2 separate regions of the Hordeum vulgare genome follow, and region 2 is linked to region 1. Evidence: chromatin contacts called from public Hi-C data. All regions are on one chromosome and are shown on one strand. The core of a region is the stretch at or near the end of the contact, and the rest is flanking DNA. Distances in the headings are between cores, read along the strand shown. Region 1 holds the start of LOC123403160 (tRNA (carboxymethyluridine(34)-5-O)-methyltransferase). Region 2 holds the start of LOC123403739 (pentatricopeptide repeat-containing protein PPR5 homolog, chloroplastic).

Evidence for each region. A called contact is a pair of places that touch in the nucleus more often than the background predicts.
Region 2: a Hi-C map of leaf shows a contact between it and region 1, with 2.7 times the contacts expected there. The contact joins the promoter of LOC123403739 here to the promoter of LOC123403160 in region 1. A contact is called at or near these places in 3 of 6 Hi-C or Micro-C datasets (leaf and seedling).

What each region holds. Positions count from the first base shown.
Region 1 is chr6H:501,942,155-501,946,276 of MorexV3_pseudomolecules_assembly, reverse strand. LOC123403160 (tRNA (carboxymethyluridine(34)-5-O)-methyltransferase) reads right to left here and starts at 1,994. Exons shown (of 3, transcript XM_045097120.1): 1 at 1,899-1,994; 2 at 575-1,721. The coding sequence starts at 1,629. It overlaps LOC123402749 (membrane-anchored ubiquitin-fold protein 3), which reads right to left. Exons shown (of 3, transcript XM_045096702.1): 3 at 4,035-4,122.
Region 2 is chr6H:502,108,879-502,113,000 of MorexV3_pseudomolecules_assembly, reverse strand. It overlaps LOC123403739 (pentatricopeptide repeat-containing protein PPR5 homolog, chloroplastic), which reads left to right and starts at 2,036. Exons shown (of 2, transcript XM_045097653.1): 1 at 2,036-2,462; 2 at 2,753-4,122. The coding sequence starts at 2,278. The coding sequence ends at 4,043. TRNAW-CCA (a tRNA gene) reads left to right here and starts at 1,818; the gene lies at 1,818-1,889.

The DNA of each region.
Region 1 (4,122 bases), core at 745-3,244:
TAGTACTAAATCAGTACAAATTTTGTACAAGATCAACGACACTTATTTTGGCATGCTACTTTCTGTCTTTGTTTAATGGCTCATAATGCAGTAACATGATAATGGTATGGAACCAAATGAGCCATAAGATGGTAGCAATAGGTCACCCTTTCTGGAAAATCTTTACTCAAGAAAGATACAACAAAAGAGGTCACCCTTTCTGAAACTGAAGAAAGATACAACAAAAGAACGCCATAGCCATCAAATCGCATGTATAGCTCACATTTCCCAATTTGTCGCGCAATTGTTTGCCTAACCAAATGAGCATGTTGATATGCACAAGTGTACTGTATGGTACTATCTAGAGTAAAAGTTGCATCATGTGTGACATCTCTGAACAAATAAATATAGGATGATGTGACTTAGCTGTCAAGTTAACGCTATGAAGTAGAAAGACTGTATGATACCTCTAGTATGGTGATTCCAAAAACATGACATTATTTAACATCTTCACTTGTGCAGGTTCACGAATAATAAGAGGACTAAAAGAAAAGAAGCATTTTTCATGTGAATGTTCAGGTTAAGAAAACTCCACCTTTGAAGTTCTCCTTCGACAAAAATGTGATAATAACGGTTGTAGACCACAGTACCCTTCTTATCATCTTTCTTTGCCAATCCATTCTGTAGAGCAGCAGCAGATGCACCGCCAATTTCTGCTCGGTGAAATGGTAGATGCCAAGGAACAAAGTACTCCTGCTGGGTTTTGTCATGCTCATCCATAATTAAGGTCTTATCCTCCAAACCATCAAAACTATTTTTCAGCCGATCATCCATTTGCTTGACGGCGCCCGTGTCTTCATCGGTCTCTTCAATGCTATCTAGCATAGTAGCAGATTTGTTACGCACCATCGGACTGCTTGGATCAACCCACTCTTCATTATACTTGTCGCACAAGGGAGTCCACTTGTTAAGAAGCGACCTGTCTTCCTGCTCCACAGCCCAAACAGTGATCAGCACAAGACCACCTCTCTTGACAACACGGATCAACTCTTGTATGGCTTTCCTCCGCCTGTCCTCGGTACTCAGATGATGCAACACCGCAATTGAAATTGCGGCGTCAGCAACGTTTTCCCTGTACGGGAGATTGACGGCATCGGCGACCAACACCTCGTGCCCCCTCCCAGCGCATATCTCTATAAGCGGCGGGCTTATATCGCAGCCTATGTAGAAGCACTCAGGATTGAAGCCCAAATACTTGCCGTTGCCGCAGCCGGCATCCAGCACGACGGACCCTGGCCTCAGCGCGTTGAGGAACCCCGCAACCTTGGGCCACTTGGCGAACCGTGTCGAGCTGAAGTGAGGGGCTATGGCATCGTAGACACGGTGCACGTACTTCTTCTCGATGTCCGGTGTGGACTGGACACCTGGGGAGCAGCCGTGGTCCTTCCCCTCGGCGAGTGGCGTGTCCTGGCCATCTGAATTTCCATCACCCGACCTCATGGTACAGCTGGGGCTAACAGTACTATTACCTAGGTAAGCTGGATCCCAACAAGAGAATTCTGCCCGATGAAGTTTCGAGCTACACGGATTGGATGCAGAGATGGCTCGGCGAGGGCTTCTTGTTGCTATCCTCGAAAGTATCTGGATCATACAATGATGAGTGCAGCTCGTCGACGAGTCCGCGAACACCTCCTGTCTCCCGGCGAGCCCCCGTCCGTACGACCCTTGCGGCCGCGGCGTTCCTGTCAAGAGTGCGTGAATTTGGTTACTCGAGCTGGTGAGCGCCTGAACGAATCACAGAAACCATACACACTTCAGGCGAGCAGATCTAGAGAAGAACGGAACCACGACGCCATACTCTTCTGCGAGCAGATCTAAAGAGGTGGGGGGGGGGGGGGGGGGGTGAGAGGAAGGCATACCTGCTGCCGGCGTGGCACGGCGAGGAAGGAGGCGGGGATGACCGCTCGGGCGTAGGCGCCCGCGGCGAGCGAGGAGGCGACTCCGGGAGGGTGGGAGCAGGGGCGGCTACCGGCGGCGGTTCGGCCTTGGATGGATGCAGGCGCGCGGCGGGGATGACGATTTCGGCAGCGCGAGGGGAGGGAAGGTCCACGGTGGGTTGTTGGATTGGGCCTTTCTTTTTTGCCGGGCATGGCCTTTATGCCGGTGTAGTGCGCGGCCCATCAGCACCACTAACTCCACTACCCACCTCTGAAGCAGCGAATCCTCAAAAAAAAAAAAAACTCTGAACCAGCGAACACTTACATTGGTGCTTTCCTTAAAACAAAAGCTTGACATTCGTGCTCGTATTTTTTAAGTTTATAATAGTAGGACTTTTATTGATGTGTGCTTAGTAAAAGAAAACGTTTGTGTTAATTCCGAGATGTTTGTGATCACTTCTTTAATTTCAAAATGTTATGTTGGCTCAGTATCTCGAAGACACTCATAGGGATAGAGTTTTTTTACATGATAATATGTGTCTCATTCATATCATAAACATCAGAGTGCAAGTCACGTAAGGACCGACATAACAAACTGAAAAGATAACAAAACATCATATCTGAGCTTGACACCAACGCCCGTCACCTGCCTTTGACATCACCACAACAGCCCCCAAAGAAAAGAACGACAGATCACCTCCTTACTCGAGCTTGACGTGGCTCCGTCGCTGATATGCACCTTTGCGGACCTCCAAGGTGGCTCACCAAAAGTGAAGCTCTTGTCGTTGAACAAATCAGACAAGGGTGTTACCAGGTAACACCCCGGACGCGTCATTGAACTCCAGATCTGACACCCCATCATGACTAAGACGCCGAAGGAGGTAACCATGGCTGCCATCCACGAACCATGAACCCAACACACGTTCCGTCTTTCAAATGTCATCGATGCAGACCACAGTCTAGTTCTGTTCCCCTGGAATATCTCCCAAGCTCCGTGCCGACGCTAGACAAACGTCGTCGCAACGGCGGAGCCCGAGGACACGGGTCCACCACGAGGATGATGCCACCGCCACGCGCATCTGTGCTTGAACAGACTGGTTTTCAAATCCATCCCCAACCATAGCACCATTGGTCTCGTCAGGAAAGGACACGAAGAATCTTTATTTAGCGATGTCATCGTCGCCACTAAAGTTAAGACGATGACCAACCTAAAAACCTAGACTGCGAGGACTAAAAACGATCCACGCGCATGGATCCGGTGACCCCCTCCCCCCTCATCACTGACAATCGAGGTCGCCGACGAGGGGGAGCCGTCGAAGGACAGCGTTGGAAGGTCGGCCTCTCCTGGCAGCGGCTAGGGTTCCAGCTGCTGGGATGCGAAAAAACGATTTGTTGGTTACTGGATTGTATAGGGGTAGAGTGTACGTGCGTGTATTTATAGAAATGAGTGTATGTGTATATGTATAAGCGTCCGCGTTTGTACCGTGTTTAAAAAACAACCTTCTCAACCAAAAACCATTACCATAGTCATGCGATTCTTACTTTCTCCCTCCAAAAAATTGTGTTTTCACTTTCTTTGCTTCCTCCTTTTTTTTTCTAAAACAGAACATACCACTCATTTCCCAAACAGGTTTAAGTTCAGAATAGTTGAACTTTTGGGGGGCTAAAATAGTTCAAATTTGAAAAACCACGTCAGTTATTTCCAAACAAAGTATATAAATGGGAACGCCTATACATTGGAACCTGAAATTTTTATTTGCATCTGTCACTTTCGTTCAGGGCGTCAGATCCTCATTGTATGGCCAATTTTTCTTTTTGCATCTGCCACCACTTACGTTCAGGGCGTTAGATCCTCATTGTATGGCCAAAAAGGCAAGAACAGATTGTGCACTGCTCATCTTCAATCCTTTCTTCTTCTTCATCATCACTGCCCCCCGCTCGTAACAGATCGTGCATTGCTCATCTTCAACCTCCATCTTCTTCTTCATCACTGGCTCCCACTCGTACATGGCTCCGCTTTGCATGGCCGGCGTTCCAGGCACCATCACCACCTTCGGCATCGTGGTACACTAAAAAAAATAGTTTCTGGCACTAGAAAAAGAAATCAGGTACCTGATGTTTAGCAAAACCGTATATATATTCCAATGGTACAATATATCTGCTTTACATGGCAAACAGCAGCGCTAAAAAGAATCGATATAATGTC
Region 2 (4,122 bases), core at 787-3,286, 170 kb before region 1:
TGATGAGAAATTGAGCGGGACAAACAAAGAAAAACAAAGAGGCTACGTGAATTGATCAATGGAGTGTTATCTTATTTTACTCATGGGGTAGAGAATGTTGGATCAGATGACAAACTGAAGATGGTGTTCCATTCTCTCTCTCTACAACAATGCAATCTTACATTCAATACATTCATTCATCAACAAACAAATTCTCACAAAACAAAATTTCTTGCCGGTGCTTGGCACACGGTTGGAGGCATGGGGAGGGGATCTCACCAGATGATGAGTTCCTGTCGGAGGAGGGGATACGATGAGGGAGCAAGGGTTAGGCGCCTCTATCTGGCCATAAGGAGTCGTCGTTGCCGCATCATAACCTCAGAGTTTCCCGTGTGAGCCATGGAGGCCCGCCTTCACCTTCAAGTACTTCCCTCCGCCGCGCCTTATTCGCACGCCGCCGCTGTTCTGCATTGAGCAGATGCATCATCCCAAGTCGATGTAGCTGTCGCGTTGATTTGATCCAGAAGCTGTGCTCGAGTGCCGAAACGGTGACAACAAGCAGGCAGAGGTACGACCGCGGAGGCGGGTGGGTTGAGATCGATAGCAGTGGTGGTTGAGGTCGGCTGCGGCGGCGAGTGGTGTGGCAGCGGCCTGGGCACAGGCCAGGGTGGACCAGGGTCGACGCGAAAGCGCTCGAGCGGCGCAACGGGGGGAGTGAGCGGGGAGAGGTACAACCGCGGAGACGGGTGGGTTGAGGTCGACAGCGGTGGCGGTTGAGGTCGGCCGCGGCGGCGAGTGGTGTGGCGGCGGCCTGGGCACAGGCCAAGGTGGCCCAGGGTCGACGGGAGGAGGCGATGCGTACGGGTATAATTTTTGCAGCGAATCGTTTTTTCCTTTTGCGTTGCAGATAAATTATGGAGCACGGGTTGAATAACAAAAATTACAGGGGCTTTCTAAGGGCCCGTGCGTTGCAACGGGAGAAAAAAAATACCACACGCTTTTAATCTTTTTATAATTATTTGGATTTATTCAAATAATGATGGATCGTGGGTTGAATAACAAAAATTACAAGGGCTTTTTTATAAAAATACCGCGATGGGTTTTCCGACGAAAGCAATAGCCTCTTTATTATTAGGTATAGATTATAGCAATAGCAATAGCAATAGGGCTCATGCGTTGCAATGAAAGAAAGAAATACCACACGCTCTTAATTTATTAAAAATGGTCTATAATCTGAGAATTTGTAGTTACGACACAAATAAAGATGGTCTTATCCTACAAAAAATGCAGTTCAAAATTTCACAGGTCTTCTATTTAACACGACTTGCATGTAGATTTAATACTTAGAAAGAATCAGTCAAGTGACCTTCAGTTTCATCTCTAATCCTGATTTTGTTGACGTGTTCATCTTCAACCCTGATGAGTACCGGTATGAAAGAAAGATGAATAATGACTTATTTATTAAGATTGCACCCTAGATAATATTTTTATTAAACGTTTAACAGATAAAATAATATCATATTTAAATTCTACATATTTTTGTAATCAAATTTCATATGTAATATGTTAAATTTGGAGTTACGGTTTAAAAGATATGAGTATTTTAAAAACATTTAATATATACTACGAGTTTAATGTCATAAACAGTAAGGGCTTTTTTTAAAATCACCTCGGTGGGTTTTCGGACGGAAACGATAGCCTCTTTATTATTAGGTAAAGATTAGGTATAGATAGATATATAACTTAATTAATTAACATGATTAGGATAATATGTAGCTCAATTAATACTGACTGTTGTTAGCATGATATTAAACTTAATTAATGAACATCAGCACGCCGGATCCGTGGCGCAATGGTAGCGCGTCTGACTCCAGATCAGAAGGTTGCGTGTTCGATTCACGTCGGGTTCAATACCCCCGATCCCTAATCCGGTTCCTTTTTTAATCTTTTTGGCATTTTAATCCCACGCAAAATCCGCCGTCCATCTCCCAAACCAAACCATCCCAGCCGTCCAAAACCTCCTAATCCCCTCCTTCCCCTATCCAGAACCCAGAACCTCTCCCTCCCCCAGCGCTGCGAATTCTCCGAGCACGCCCTCGCCATTCCCCGCGCTCCAATGCAACTCGAGAAGCCCACCCTCCATTGATCCCCGCGCGGCCCAGATGCTCGCCTTCCCGGGCACGTCGACCACGTGGCCGCTGCGCCACCCGGCCGCCGCCTCCCCGCGCCGCGTGGCGGTGGCGGCCGCGCCCGCGGGTGCGCCGGCCAGGGGCAAGCGGCGGCGGGCGGGCGCCGGGGATGGGGAGGCGGACCCCGCCGCCGAGGCCGCGGAGCTGGTGCGGTTCTTCCTGCGCAGGACCGACGGCGGCAAGGACCGGCTGGTGTCCGTGCTGGACCGCCACGTCAAGGTGGTCCGCACCGAGCACTGCTTCCTCCTCTTCGAGGAGCTCGGCCGCCGCGACGGCTGGGTCCAGTGCCTCGAGGTGAGCCAGTGGTCTGCTTCACTTGACTTCGATATCACACCTTAATTAGGATCTCTGCAGACTAGAATTCGAGAAAAAGAAAATTTAACAATCGGAATTCTAGATATGAGCTAAATCCAGTGTCTTGCTTAATTTAACATAAGGTACCTTGATTTAGGAGTGCTCTGAAATTCAAGATATGATTTCAGTTATCCTTGTGGGCTAAACATTTCATGATTTCTGAGGCTGATGTTTGTTGTAGAAAATTATGCTCATTCTGTCTAATGCTTCGTGCTCTGCTAGATTTTCAGGTGGATGCAGAAGCAGCGGTGGTACGTCGCTGACAACGGCATCTATTCCAAGCTGATATCTGTGATGGGAAGGAAGGGGCAGATACGGATGGCCATGTGGCTCTTCTCCCAGATGCGCAACAGCGGGTGCAAGCCGGACACTTCGGTATACAATTCCCTCATCGGTGCGCACCTGCATTCACGGGACAAGAGTAAGGCTTTGGTGAAAGCTCTCGGCTATTTTGACAAGATGAAGGGCATGGAGAGATGCCAGCCTAATATCGTGACGTACAACATCCTCTTGAGGGCGTGTGCTCGGGCTAGTGACACGAAGCAGGTGGACATCCTTTTCAAGGATCTCGATGAAAGCATAGTCTCTCCAGATATCTACACATATAATGGAGTGATCGACGGGTATGGGAAGAATGGCATGATTACAGAGATGGAGTCTGTATTGGTGCGGATGAAAAGCAAGCAGTGCCGCCCAGATGTGATCACATTCAACATACTCATAGATTCGTATGGGCGAAAGCAGACATTCGACAAGATGGAGCAGGTGTTCAAGAGTTTATTGCGATCCAAGGAGAGGCCTACCCACCCGACTTTTAATTCCATGATTACAAACTATGGGAAAGCAAGGCTTAGAGAGAAAGCTGAGTCTGTAATTGAGAAGATGCAAGAATTGGGATTCAAACCGAATTATGTGACGCAAGAGTGTCTCATCAATATGTACGCATATTGTGATTGCGTCTCAAAGGCCCAGCAGATATTTGATGAGCTTGTAAGCTCACAAAGTACTGTTCCCCTATCTTCGTTGAACGCAATGCTTGATGCCTACTGCATGAACCGCTTGCCTATGGAAGCAGATCGGCTGTTGGATACTGCGATTGAGAAAGGTGTAGTGCCCAGTGCTTCCACATATAAGTTGCTTTACAGGGCATACACCAGGGCGAACGATAAGATGCTTGTCCAGAAGCTGCTCCAGCGGATGAATAAGCAAGGTATTGTTCCAAATAAGAAGTTCTTCCTTGATGCTCTGGAAGCATTTGGCACCTCCGCCAATAAATCCAGGAGAGTACAAACCTCAAACTCTGCAAGAGGGTCAAGTAGAGATTCTGCAAACAATTCGGAAATGGCTAGTTCAGGCAAGCCAGTGTTAAGTACTTTGGAAGCAGTTAGCGCTTCCGAGAAAAAAATCAGGATATTACCCAATTCAAACTCTGCAAGCAAGCCAGATACAGGTTCTGAAAGCAGTTCAGAAATAGCTACATCGAGCAAGCCAGAGCTAAGCTTTTCGCGAGTAGCTTCTTGATAGGGTGCTCTGTTCTGAACTGCTTCACAGCAGAATGTGTCCAGTTGCTTACCAAGTTATCCTAGGAAAAGGCATGTGA